Linked DNA regions of Anas platyrhynchos: region 1 is linked to region 2. A link is a contact called in public Hi-C data. All regions are on one chromosome and are shown on one strand. Each heading gives the region's core, a stretch centred on a gene start, on an enhancer-like site or on the middle of the called end of the contact. The rest is flanking DNA. Distances are from core to core; before and after follow the strand shown. Region 1 overlaps LOC140003205. Region 2 has its middle 70 kb from the start of OPA1.

The links. Hi-C and Micro-C count contacts between places; a contact is called where the count stands out from the background.
Region 1: a contact with region 2 is called in a Hi-C map of small yellow follicle, with 2.1 times the contacts expected there. The contact joins two enhancer-like sites. A contact is called at or near these places in 2 of 8 Hi-C or Micro-C datasets (skeletal muscle and small yellow follicle).

What each region holds. Positions count from the first base shown.
Region 1 is chr9:12,560,370-12,566,711 of IASCAAS_PekinDuck_T2T, forward strand. LOC140003205 reads left to right here. Exons shown (of 6, transcript XM_072042541.1): 5 at 678-778. Among named protein-coding and RNA genes, the nearest start is that of HES1, 27 kb to the right of the region's middle. Within about 2 kb of position 2,657, at least 4 of the 8 cell types and tissues checked have an H3K27ac peak or open chromatin away from gene starts, as enhancers often do. A contact at or near this core is called in small yellow follicle, where this site is marked.
Region 2 is chr9:12,496,391-12,502,796 of IASCAAS_PekinDuck_T2T, forward strand. No RefSeq gene overlaps it. Among named protein-coding and RNA genes, the nearest start is that of OPA1, 70 kb to the left of the region's middle. Within about 2 kb of position 3,636, at least 4 of the 8 cell types and tissues checked have an H3K27ac peak or open chromatin away from gene starts, as enhancers often do. A contact at or near this core is called in small yellow follicle, where this site is marked.

The sequences.
Region 1 (6,342 bases), core at 1,407-3,906, 63 kb after region 2:
TTTGTCCCCAGGGGCAAGCTGTCCCCTAGCATCCTTCCCCCCAGGCCATCACAGGGGCTCCCTCCAGCAACTCAGCCCCCAACAACTGCTGGGGATATAGGGGGGGAACAGCCTGCCCCAGCTCCTTGCTGGCTTTCTGCTGCTTTTCCAGCATGCTGGAGTTACCATGGTTAGTTTTCCACTCTTCCCCTTGACCCCATGCAGATTTCCCTTATGAGTTAGTGTCCTGGAATGCCTCTTTATTAGGTGTCTCGAGAAGTAAAGCTGACCTGATGCCAGTGCCCCCACACTGAGGACTTTATTAGTTTTTTAATTTTCTGTCTGGGTGCTCTCGCTGCCTCAAACTTTCCACAGCTGTGAGGATTTATTAATGAAGGAGACTCGTTTGTGTCCTGCCTCCCCTTCCCCTGCTTCTTAATAAAACCAGAAAGTTTGGGGCACTGGCACGTGGAGGGGCTCAGAAGGGACTTTGTGTCCCCACAAGGACGCGATGCTGCCCACAGAAAGGCCCTTTGTGCTGGCAGGAGGTGGCAGCACGCTGTCCCCGCGGCATCACCCTGTGCCACGCGTGGCTAAGCCCACAAATGCCTCCCCTCTTCCCCGTCACTGCTGCTCCTCAGGGCAAAATATGCTTTTATTTTATTTTTTTTTTAATGGCCTCCTTTCTCCCCAGACAGGCAGCTCCCTGTCCAGGAGGAGCAGAGCCCTGCCGCTGTGCAGGGGATGCTGCTGGAGCCGGGTGGCACGCGGGTCCCCGTCCCTGCAGGGACACGGGCAGGTACAGGGGGAAAAGTGTGGGCCAAATGTTTGGTTATCTGCGTGTTTAGAGGGGGCAAGGAGCAATTTTGGCCCAATTAAGCTCATCAACTGCTGCTGGAAGGAGTGGAGGAGGTAACTGAGCGTCCTGCTCTGGGACACCCAACAAACAGGCACAGGGAAGGGGAGAGGAAGGGAGGAGGAGGAGGCAGGGATGAAGGATGCGGAGAGAGCGGATGTGCTGCACGGGCAGGATGAGCGAGAAGGATGAGCGAGGCTGAAGGAGCAGGGACCCTGCAGTATAAACACGCCACCAGGATGCAGGGGGAGAGGGGATGGACTGTCGAGGCAAGGGGAAAGAGCACCAAATATTTATTTGTCCACAAAACAAGTCTCCATGGCAATGAAGTGCCTCACAACTCATTTCCAAAACAAGCCCGGCCACGCCGTGCTCTGACAGAGCTGCGGGGCGTGGAGGGGCAGGGGGGGTCCTGCTGTGTCCCGGGGCAGGTGCGAGGTGCACAAACCAACAGGGGTTTGGTGGGAAAGGGATGGGAAAAGCTGCAACAGCTCTTGGGCTTTCAGGGCTTTGGGTTATACCTCGGCCTCCACAATGGCAGGGGCAGGATTGAGCCCCTGCATGTGGAAGGTCCGACCCTACACCTCCACGGGAGGAGCTGGCAACGCCGAGCTCCTCAAACATCACCACGAGTAATCTGGCTCTAAACCTGCGGGGCCATAAATCCCATTATTTTGCTGCCAGCTGAACAATTTGTTCCTGTAACAAGGTGCTTTAACCTTGCTTCGTGCTCATTGTTCTGCCCCCTTTGATTTTACTGTAAGTGACTGAATTCACTTTTGGTGCGCTGCCAGCGCCCCATCGATCGCGGCCCCACGAGGATGGCCGAGTGCCCCGGTGCTGCCAGCAGGGCTGCGAGCCCTGCCGAAACCCAAATCCCTTCGGGGACTGCAGGATCCCCCCAGGAACCGGTCGGTGCTTCGAGCTGCTGAGCAGAGCCCAGGCTGAGTGTGCTCCGTGTGGTTTGAGGTTTCGTCTGCAGCGGCTGGGGAGGGTTTTGGTTCCCAGCACCTCTCCCTGAGCGTGCTGGAGGTAACAGGGGCAATAAAACCGCCCCCACAAAACCCACACTTAACCGAACGTTTCCAAGCCCAGCAGCACTGGGGGGACTGATCCTTCTCCTCTTGCTGTCGTTGCCAAAATTCCTATTATCCCCGCTGGCTGCTGGAGCTGACTCCCATTTTCCAGCCTGTAACGCCGCCTGGTTTCTGTCCCTCGGTGCCTGAGGGCTTCTGTCCGTCCCCCCCCAGTAAAGGCAGCCTGGTGAGTTCTGGCTTTGTTCCCCGGAGCCCACCTGCCCTGGAAGCGCAGGGTGACGGCCGGGCTCGTGACCGGGAGGAAGCCGTGGCCCTGCCGCCAGCGAACAATCGGCGGAAACGCGCCCGGCGTCCCGGGGCTGGGGAGGGCGGCGTGAGGATGGGGCAGGGACCCGCCACCCCCGCAGGGGACAGCCCTGTCCCCATCCTGGCTCTGCCCCATGTGTGTGTGCCCCTTCAGAGGGAAAGGGCTGCAGCTCCTGACCCACCTCCTGCTTGGGGAAGGTGGGGGCTTGTGTTGGCACACGCTGCCCGCGATGTGGTCCGCGTGGCACGGTGCAGGGTGTGCGCGGTGCCTGGTGTGCCGCCCGCTGCCTGGCACGCTGGGCGTGTTGCACGCCGCTGGCTGAGCGTGGCACGGAGCCCGGTGCGTGGCGTGCGGCGTGCCAGGCCAGGCGCCCGCTGCGTGGTGTGCAGCCCGCTGACCTCTCGCTGCCTCTGGCCCTGAGCGGGGGCCGGGAAGGGAAGCGCCGCCGGCCCCGCTGCTTTCATCGGGAGATCTGGAGCGCGGGGAGCCTGCCCAGATCCTAATCAGTGTGGGAAAGAAACGGCCGGGCCCGCTCTCGCCGCAGCCTGCTGGAGACGCCTTTTATTTTCATAAACTTTTATCGCAGCCCGCAGCCCCTGATAAACCGCCGTAAATAAGCGCAGGGGAGCGTGGCGCACGGCCAGCAGCCGCTCACGGACGCACGCGCTGCCGGCCGCTCCCGGGGGACGCGCGGTCGCACGCCAGCCGCCCAGGCCTCCTTTCATCCCCCGCCGCGGCGCGGGGACGCCGCATGGCCTTGGGGCCCCGGCTGAGCTGGGGGCTGCTCCCTGTGCTCCCACCCCAGCCCCACAGGGCCCCGGCGGGGCAGGATGTGGCCACGTCCTTCTCCAGGCGGCGAGAAGGGGCCTACATCCCAACAGGAGGCCAAAAGCAGCAGCAGCAGCAGGTCTCCGAGCCTCCCCCAGGGCTGCGCTGCTGTGGAGTTTGAGGATTGTTGGGCTTTGCCACAAATTAGTAGCTTGGGCTGCTTTCTGTTTTCTTCTATTATTTTTTTTTCGCTTTGCTAGAAAAGTTTGGGTTTTGTTTAAAAAAGTTTACATTCTTCTGGGAGCACGGAAAAAACAGGATCTGGGGGGTTGTTTGCACGCTCGTTCCGCAGGCTGACAGAGACAATTTTCCATTTCTGTTTGCAGTTGCTGGGGGTGGAAGCCATCCCTGCGTGTTGGTGGCTGCCCCGGGGCGCCTGGCTCCCCAGCACCCTGCTCCCACTGCAGGCAGGGGCTGGGGGCACGCGTGGGCTTTTCTGTCATTTTGCACAGTGACTTGTGGTGGCCACCCGTGGGGGGCTGTCACCGGGGGTTGGCCAGCCACGTCCACCTCTGGCAGGGACACCCATCGGCACGCCGTCCCCGCTCTCCCCCAGCACTCCTCGCGGCGTTTCACCCCGATCCCCCAGCCTGCCACAATCCCTTTTCTGTCCGCAGCCCCGCAGCCGGGATAAATGCGCTCTCTGTTCCGCCACGCCGGGAGCGCTCGGCAGCGGCTTCCCCACAAGCGAGCCATTGAGAGCAGCTCCCTCAGCGCCGTCACCCGCGGCTCCATGGCCATCCCGGGACCCCCTGCCTGCACCCCCTGCCCGCTGGCAGGGCACGGGCAGAGCCCCCGGGGACACCCATCCCCACCGTACCACACTGGAGGTGGAAATGGGGCCGCCCTGGCGTGTTGGTTCTTGACAAACCCACATCAGATGCTGCTCATCCCTGCACTCGCTTCCAGCTGCCCAGTGTGTGCTGCTGGGTTGTTCACGCAGAGTTTTCCTAGGGGTGCCCTTGGTCCCCGTACTGCTCAAAGCCACACACCTGCCAGCCCTGTACAGCATTTTTTAATATTGACGTTTTTATGCAACATTTTAAAATGCTGAGGGGCTGTTTCTCCTACGGCCATACTCCGTGTGCCTCTGATAGGGGCGTGTTGTGGGGGGACGGAACCCTCCAGCTACTGCAGATGAGAGCTGCTTTATTTTATGGGCTCCCCAGAAGAGCTTTCAGAGACAAACACAGCGACTCTCCGCAACGGTTTCAGCTCTTGGAAGAACACCCGCTCCTTTCAGCAGGGACGTTTTGGTGTCGGGTGTTCCAGCTGCGCTCTGTGCAGTCTTTCACACGAGGACCTCTAGATGCTCTGCTCCTCCTTGTGCAATGCCTTGGCTCTGGGTCTTGGCTCTGCTGAAAGCAGCGGAGTCTGACGGCTCCTTGGGGCTGGGCAGATTGGGTCCCTGGGATAGCTGAGGAAAACATCCAGAGCTTTGGCTGTACGGGGCTGGGAGAGCCCTCAGAGGGCCACTCGGTGGCTGCGTTACTCATCTGGCCAGGCTTCAGCTGGGGAGCTGCTTTGCCATCTGACTTTCAGCCACGCAGCAGCTCTGCCAGCTCTCCAGAGGATGCACGCCTCCAGGGGCCTGAGCCTTCCCCTGGGGTCGCCGTGACACAGTGACACACCAAAAATCAGACACTGGAGTGCCTGGCGTCCTCTAAAAGAGCTGAGGGAGGGGGGTTGTCACCCAGAGCCCTCCTGGGGAGCTGGGCAGCACGAGGGCTGGTCCCCCTGCGGTGACGGTGCTCACTGAGGTCATGTCCATGGCAGGAGCCACCCCCATGTCACCACCCCTGCTCCATGGGCTCCTTCTGGAGGTCTCTGGTCATGAGATGAGCTGAGGCCCATCTCTGGTGTGTCCTGTTCGTCCCACCCAGAGCCTCCAGGGACTCTCCAAACCGTGGTTTTGTGCGCATGACCAAGGAGTGTCCTTGAACCTTCCTCCCTAGGGGTTTTATTCTCTGAGGCACTGGCAACGGGAAAAAGCTCTCTGTGCCCTTCCCCCACCCCAAAGCATCCTTTACAAAAATAAAGTGCCCAAAATAGCCCTAGACAGTGCTTGACATTTGCCAGACAGCTGCTCTGGGGAGCGCTACAAAGGTTATGGATTGCTCCGTGCTTTCCTCCTCCTGCCGCCCCGCTGCCGCCCTGCGTGAGCCTTGGAGCAGGGCCAGCTTCCACGGGAGCTGGGGAGAGGTGGGGACGGGGATGGGGAGGCACAGGGACACCCACGTGTGAGGTGTTGGGAGCCTTGGCTTGGTCGCCCAGGTGGCTGGAGACAGGCAGAGGGGCTGCCCCCATGTCCCCGCCTCACCCCAGGACACCTCACTTGGTGCGGGGTCACAGCCGGAGCGTGCGGCTCCCCAAAATGTGCCGGGTTGGCCCAGGAGCCCTGCAGGAAGGTCAGGGCTCAGAGGAAGATGTAGGAGGCTCCTCGGGACACAGCCTTGAGTCAAGCCATCCGGGGCAGGGCAGGGAGCAAGGAGGGTGCAAGGACATCCCGTGCCAAAACGAGCACCTGGAGCAGGATGGGGCACCACGGGGAGAGGCTGCAGGAAGGAGCTGGCACAGCCAGGCTGGTGATGAGAGGCAAAAGGAGAAGGTCAAGAGGTGATTTAACCACCTGCAAGTCAAGATGGCCTCGTTTGGTGGAGGAACTGAAGTTTTTCAGTGAAACTCACAGAGGCTCCACCGTCTTAATCAAACTGAGAGCTGAGCGGCAGCAAGGCACGACCCGGTTGTTTTAGCTAGCAACCCAATAAATACACACACGTGCTTAAAGCCAAAGAGTCAACAGCCTTTAAATAGGAAAAAAGGATGTACACAGGATGGGAATTTATCACTTAGACAGAACGGGGTCCTTGAGATGCTAAATGTGGTGAAAACTGCTTGGAACCATAAGCGAGGAAGGGGGGCACTGGAGGAGAGCGCGTGAGCCCCCGCAGCCTGGAGCTCAGCACACCTTGGGAAGGCAGGCATGGAAAAGGTGATGCAGGCCTGCGACAGCACACAAGAGGCACACTGCTGTTTTTCCAGGGAATTTAATGACCAAAGCTAACGAGTAGCGAGACCCAACCTCGGCCATGGGGCACGCAGGACACTCCCCAGGCCAGAAATGTTTGGAGTCCGGTGATGTTTCCCTGACTTGGCGGCATGGATCCCCAGTCGTAGCCCTGAGCCTCACACACAACCTTGTTATTTATTTTTTTTATCTTCATGTTTACTAAACAAAGGTTTCCAAGGAAGTGCTGGTACCAGCTGAGGCCGTGCTGCGAGTTTTCTGCGCCATCTGTCTCGCTCCCTGGGCCGTGAGACTCCTCTGGAGACTC
Region 2 (6,406 bases), core at 2,386-4,885:
ATACAGCTTCCTGCCCCATTGAACAGGCTTTCTTTTCTCATCTTGCCTCCAATATATCCATCAAAGACTCTTCAAAAGAGCAATTATTTTTGAAGTACAGTTGGTTAGATACAATGACTGAGCAACACGGCCATGCATTTGCCCTTCCAGTGCTTACTCACCTGATAATGGTGCTGCCATTCCTTCCTGTTGCTGCTGTTTCAGTTGTACATTTCTCTTCCTCTAAATCTTGAGGGAAAGAACACGTCTAACAAAAGAGCAGTCATGCTGCATCAGACCAGTGGTCCGGGTAGCCCAGTATCCTGTCTCAAACAGTTGCCAGCAGCACATACCTAGGATAGAGTGAAAAACTCTATCTAGGATAGAGCAAGTGAACATGCTGCTCCAGCATAGTCTGCCAGCAACATGTGGCTTGTGAACTTCTTATGCCAGAGTTGCTGTCTATGTATTTAGTATAACATAATTAAGTTTTCTTCTATAGATTTGTCCAGGGCCTTCTTCCAGCAGAAGTAACTTCCCTGGTGTCTTTAACAAAGGACAAAAGTTTGGTTTTGCTTGCATGATCCCTGCATTTGAGTGGCTTTCTGTGGACACCTGGAAGCAATTGTTGGCACGGCTAAAAGAATCTGTCTCAGTCAACAAGAGAAAGTTGTTCATTTATGTACACAAGTCTAGGGCAAACGAGTTATGTGCCCCTGTGCAAAATGACTGGAGTTTTTAAAAAGAAAAATCCTATCAAAACTGTGGCTAGGTCTGGGAGATGCTGACCTTTCACTGATAGGGCAGGTAGGACCAGTTAGTTCTTCCCAGTTAGAAGCTAACTGCACCATTCCTACAGTGCGTTCTTGCAAAGAGACCTTCTTGCTCTGATTTCGCTGCAGCACAAAGACAGACAGACAGACAGATCTGTGTATTTTGTCCATCAGTAAATGTGGGACAGCAGAGATTGATCGGCTGGTGTTCCTGCTCAGCAGGTTCCCCAGGAAATTGGTTTCTGTTTCTTTACATAAGACTTCATTCGGTCTCAGCCAGTTGAGACCCTATTGCAGGCCTAACCACCTACACATCAGAGCTCTTCTTCCTCAGTTCCAGCAGAAGGGCAGGACAAGCACTAACTGTAAATCCACGAGGTGAGAAGAAGGACACCTCCAAAATGTTTTGTTTGCTTTAGTGAGGTTTGTGTAAGGGGTAGGCCAGAGCAATTACCAGCATGCAACAAGATGCCTGCTATGTTCATTGGAGTGTGTTTCTTTACTACGTGTCAATACAAACGTAGAGCCATTTTTCAGAGTTTGCCAATGGCTATAATTGAAAAGGCATGAATTGCCCTCGAGAGATTCCCTGTAGCTCTGCGTTATTATCTGCTGGATGGCAGCTCTATAGGCCATGTATCATTTTTTTCAAATAACCAGTTAATTACTAAATAAAACAACCCAGCTTTCAAGCTGATTAGCCTAGATTAATGACCAGCAGCATGTTTCACTCTCCTCCACAATTTATCATGGAAAAGAACTATGTCTTTAATGATTTAGGTACCTGGTCTATTGAGGCTTGCTCCAATCTGTGCAGCCTCCAATTTGATTTAATTGCTCTTCTTAGTTTGTGACCTGGAAAAAACCAAGTGACAGCTCCCATTAGTGAAGCCCAGCTTGCAACTTGCTTGCACTGTTACAAAGGCTCACTGGGTGTCTTTCTATGCTGACTTCATTAAGAAGATATATAGAGGTCAAGTGTCACTTTGGCACAGAACGAGTACCGTGCCGTTTATCAGCTGAAACAGGTTGAATCAACCTGTGTATTTTATTTAAGTTTATATTCATTCTTTTTTTCCCCTCTTATAGTCTTTAAAAGATGTTTTCAGAAGTTTCTTATTTTCTTTAAACTAAGATTGAATTTACAGACTGGCCTTAAAGGCATTAATTGCAGTTCATTTATTGTTACTTTGGCTTGAAAACTTTGGCATTGCACTCCTCTACAGTTATTCAATGAAAGATCCTTTGTTATGAGGACCTATTCAGAGCCCTTGAGTTTGCTTCCTAATTAATATTAGACTTCCTCACAGTTGTGCTCTGGAGTACAAATGCTCACTTCCCAAGGATGTTGCTGCAAAGGCACATTGAATGCGTCTTTAAGTGCATCCTGAATTACTGACTTGTTATTGGGTAAATCCCTGAAGTCTTCGCTTAGCCAAAATTCCCATTTAAGACAATGGACCTATGGGAGTTGTCTCATCATTAACTGAACTCCAGCAGTTGTCTGGCACTCAGTGAACTAAGTCATGGTCACTGCCCCTGTGAGTTTACCATCTACGTTGGAGACAAAGACTAAACAAGGCTGAGAAGATAATGAGGCAGCATGAGCTGGAACTGGGCTCCTGCGCCCAGTATCGCACTTTGTTCTCTAGGTGTTTGTGAAAGGAGAGGGTGACCACTGGAACAACGCCGGTCACTGTAGTGGTATTAAAGGCAGATTTTGACATGTGCTGTTGCTGACTGGCTCTTTCATTGTGCTTTTCAGCAAAGACCAAGACAGACGAGGTCCATGCTATGGTGCCTCCTCCTATGGGGATTTGTGGCCCTCCTGGCATGGGAGCTGCTGAAAAGGGTTGCTTGACACTGTCTTGTTCTGGGCTTTTCCTTTTGAGGGGAAAGTACTGTCAGGCTGACACTCACTAATGTGTTAAATCTCCGGGGTTAAACTTGCCCGGTGACAAGGCCAAGACATGCCCATCACAGACACTTGGATAAATGTGTGGTACCCGGCAGTCCCTAGCTGCTATCCCCTCCCAACTCCCCGAGACGAGCTCCCCAAGTCACCAAGCAGATTACCTGGGCAAAGCTCTCTTGTGAGTAATAGACATGGTCACCGTGTCAGTAATGTTGGGTCAAGTGACATCCTGCCCATATCAAGGCTGACTCCGTGGTGCTGGTGACCTGTGGGGGCCCGGAGGAGAAGCCTGGAGAACTAAGGGGCACCGACAGGCTGCTGAGGGAGAAGGTTAGGAGAGAACAGGAGCTGTGGTTTGAACCTAAGGAAAGGCGAAGTGGAAGTGGTCGGTGCTTTCACGGGTATGTTATTACCTTGCTGTGGGGTGTAGGCAGGCTTACAAGGCTGCCTCACAGACCAACTCCCCGTCTTATTTTTGGCTATCAAAAGCATAACAGGCCTAGGAGGGGATGGCTGTTACTGCCTAACATACATTCACAGGGAGCTCAGATCTGTGATCTGTTCCTTCCATGCTGCAGGCAAGTGTTACTGGTAATCCTTTTTGCAAGGAGTAGGCTCTTGGGGAACTATGGATGGGATTGATTAGTACTGGTATAAGAATCATTATCAATGCCATGGGAACTGTGCTGTGTACCGTAAAGATTGCTGCCAAACCTACTAGAAGGCCTAAAGCTCTACAGCCCCCTTGATCTACCCTCTGCATAAGCCTTATTACTGCTCTGTCCCACTTGGTGCTGTCCTTCATTAACACGTGAGCTCTCACACTGTCATTGCTGGAGAGGGAACTCATCCCTACACAGAAATCCCTTGCAAAGAAACACATCGTTATTTTGTGTAGTCCTTGCCCCTACTCAGAGTAGGTGCTAGGAAGAACAGCGGAAAACCAGGGCCTGTGTACAGTAACTCCCTGCAAGACAGCCTTGGAGCTGTTTCTGTGCCATTGATAGGTACACGTGTATGCCTCTGCACCCTGTGGCTGCATGACCCTGAGTATAAAACTTAACAACTGAGCAATTGAAGGTCACTGATTTATTTGCTGAGCATGTACATGAAATATGGGGGAAATCTGGTCAAGTTTCCTTGATTTTCACCAATTTTTGTGCCTGCTGATGGAAATCAAAATGTTCCCAAGGTGTGACCCAGGGCAGAAAAGTGTAGGTCTGCTCCCACAACCAGCCCTTGCCCTCAGGGTGTTGGTGCAGGAACCTCCTCAGCAGTTTCCCGTCCCTAGGGCTGTGCACTAGGACAGGGACCTGCGGGAGGGATACCTGCAGCAGTTGCAGAGCATCACTGCTTGTGGCTGTGCCTGACGTGGGTCTTTGTCTTCATCCTGCAACAGTCATGAAGCTTCAGCCCCAGCCTCTCCCCTCACCGTCTCCCCCTGCTTCTCGGAGCTATTTGGCCGCTGTATGAATCCAGCTGTGGGTGAATGCGTGCAGGTGTGAAGCCCGTTCCTAATCCCCTGGCTGTGCACCCGGGTTCCTTTCGTACGCTTTGAACACGTGCCACAGATCTTCGTTCCAGTAGGTAAGACTGCTTCTCATCTGTGCAAGCTGATGGCTTATATATGTTTTTTGGGTTTCCCTAAAGCAGCCTAAAGTCTCCTAATCCTCCCTTTCTGCCTCATATCTCTTGCTGGCTGAGTTTCTGAGCCCTGGTGCCCAGTGATGGCTCACTTCTGTCCCTAGAGAAGGGGGATGGTTGCTTTGGGAGTGAAGCAGCTGCTGCCAGCTGGCAGAAGGGATGTGTGACAGAGCCAGCATGCGTCCCAGCTGCTGGTGTGGGCAGCATTTGGGTGAGGACTGACACAGGGGGTGCACCAGGGCACAAAGTTAGCCAGAGCCACCTCTGTGGCCTGCAAGCAGCTATCGCTGCTGAGCAGTGCAACCCTGTCGAGTGGGAAAGAGGAGAAGGGGAGGTTTCTCCTGTTTCAAACCCTCTCCTGTTACTAATGGGGACATGTCATAGCCATGGGAATAAGGCACGAGGCATTGATTCATTGAGCTTTTCCTTGTAATGCTGTAGATCTTCATTAATGTTCCCAGTTGTGCTTTCTGCTGCTCCCGGTGGGGCCACTTAATGACGTAAAGAGCTTAATAAGGAGAAGCTGTGGTCACAGCTGAGGGGAAGGGTCTGCCTTACTGCTGCCAAGGGTTGTGCTGTTTATCACACGCAGCATCAGCCTCTAAATATTTCTTACCATTGGGACTGAGGGAATCACTTTGCAGAGGTTATCCAGTAAATCTGGCAGGGCAGAAACAGAGACCAAGGTCTTAGGATCATACTGATCTGTAAAAGCATCTGGCAGGATTCCGGATGGGGCTGCTGGCTGTTAGGAACTGTAGCTGTGCATTGTCCACGGAGAAAAAGTCTTAGGAGGCATGCAGCAGAGTTTTCTCCGGGAGTTTTTTTCTGCTTGTTCCATTCTCCTTCCTGAGGGATCCCAGAGCTCCAGGCAAGGAGCTGGCTGCTGGGCCCAGTGCCATGGAGCCAGGGGAGTGAGCAGAGGGAGGAATCCTGCGTGTCTGTGAGAGTAAGTGGCCCCAGAGAGGACACATGGGGACCTGAGCCTGGGAGAACGAGCAGGCACACAGACAGGCAAGAAGGGACAGCAGGGGTCTGTTGGCAGTCCTTTAAATGATAGACATGGGGGGGGGTGACACCAGAACCTGAGTGGGACTGTGATGTGTTTGGGTGATGGGTATGTCTTTGGCTTGACCTACAGAAATTTTGGAGGTTTTGGCCACGCTCTTTGGATCCGTGAATGTGCTGTTATCCCCAGAAGGATGGCTGTACATGTGACTGCCCCGCAGTCACTGCTCTGAAAACTCTTCTTTGTGCAAATCCATGAGGGAAGAAGGGCTGTGTCTGTAGCCATGCAGAGTCATTTGCTTGACCCCTGGTGGAAAAGCATCTTTACTTTCCAGCTGGGCAGGCAGAGCAGCACCAGGCATGTTAGGATAGTTCCAGACCTGGAGGTCTTTACTTCAGCAAGAGCAAGTCATTGCATGAAGGCACAGCTCGGATGCACACATCAGGGTCTTTCCTCTAGGTGTCCACCCAAACGCCCCTCTAGCAGGGTTTGTTGAGCCTTCCCCATCATTAAGGATGCTTTTGCACTGGTGTGCAGCTGGACAAATGTGCAGTCAGAGTGGCTGCAGGGTTCTGAGTGCTCTGGCATGTTAAACATGGATAAAAGCTGGGCTTGTAGCTGGGTGTGAATTGATGCTCAGCAGTTAGTGCAGAGCAGGTGTTAATAGAAGGTCATCTGAGGCTTCTCTGCAGCATAATTATGGGGCTATTTCAAGCTTCCTGCTTTGGTTTTAATGCTGATCAATGCTGTAAATTGTCAAGAATCATGAAGTGAAAGCGTCTCTGTGGCGGCTGGACCAACTGCCTTCTAGAAATGCTTCTTGCATACTAAATTTAGAAGTTCAGCACCTGAGGCTCCAATTTCCAAGTGTTTGGAATGCTTTTCAGCATTGAAAGCATTACCAGATGCTAAAGGTTGGGTCATGACACTGGCATAAAAAGCATCTTCCTCCCTGTTTAACCCCTCTGTGGTCCATGCTCAGCACAGAGAGGAGCACCCAGCCAAACACCTGTGCTGCCCTGTGACTTTGAGGACTCTCTGAATAACCCTGCACTGCAGACAGTGGCAAGCATTGCCTCCTTTCTC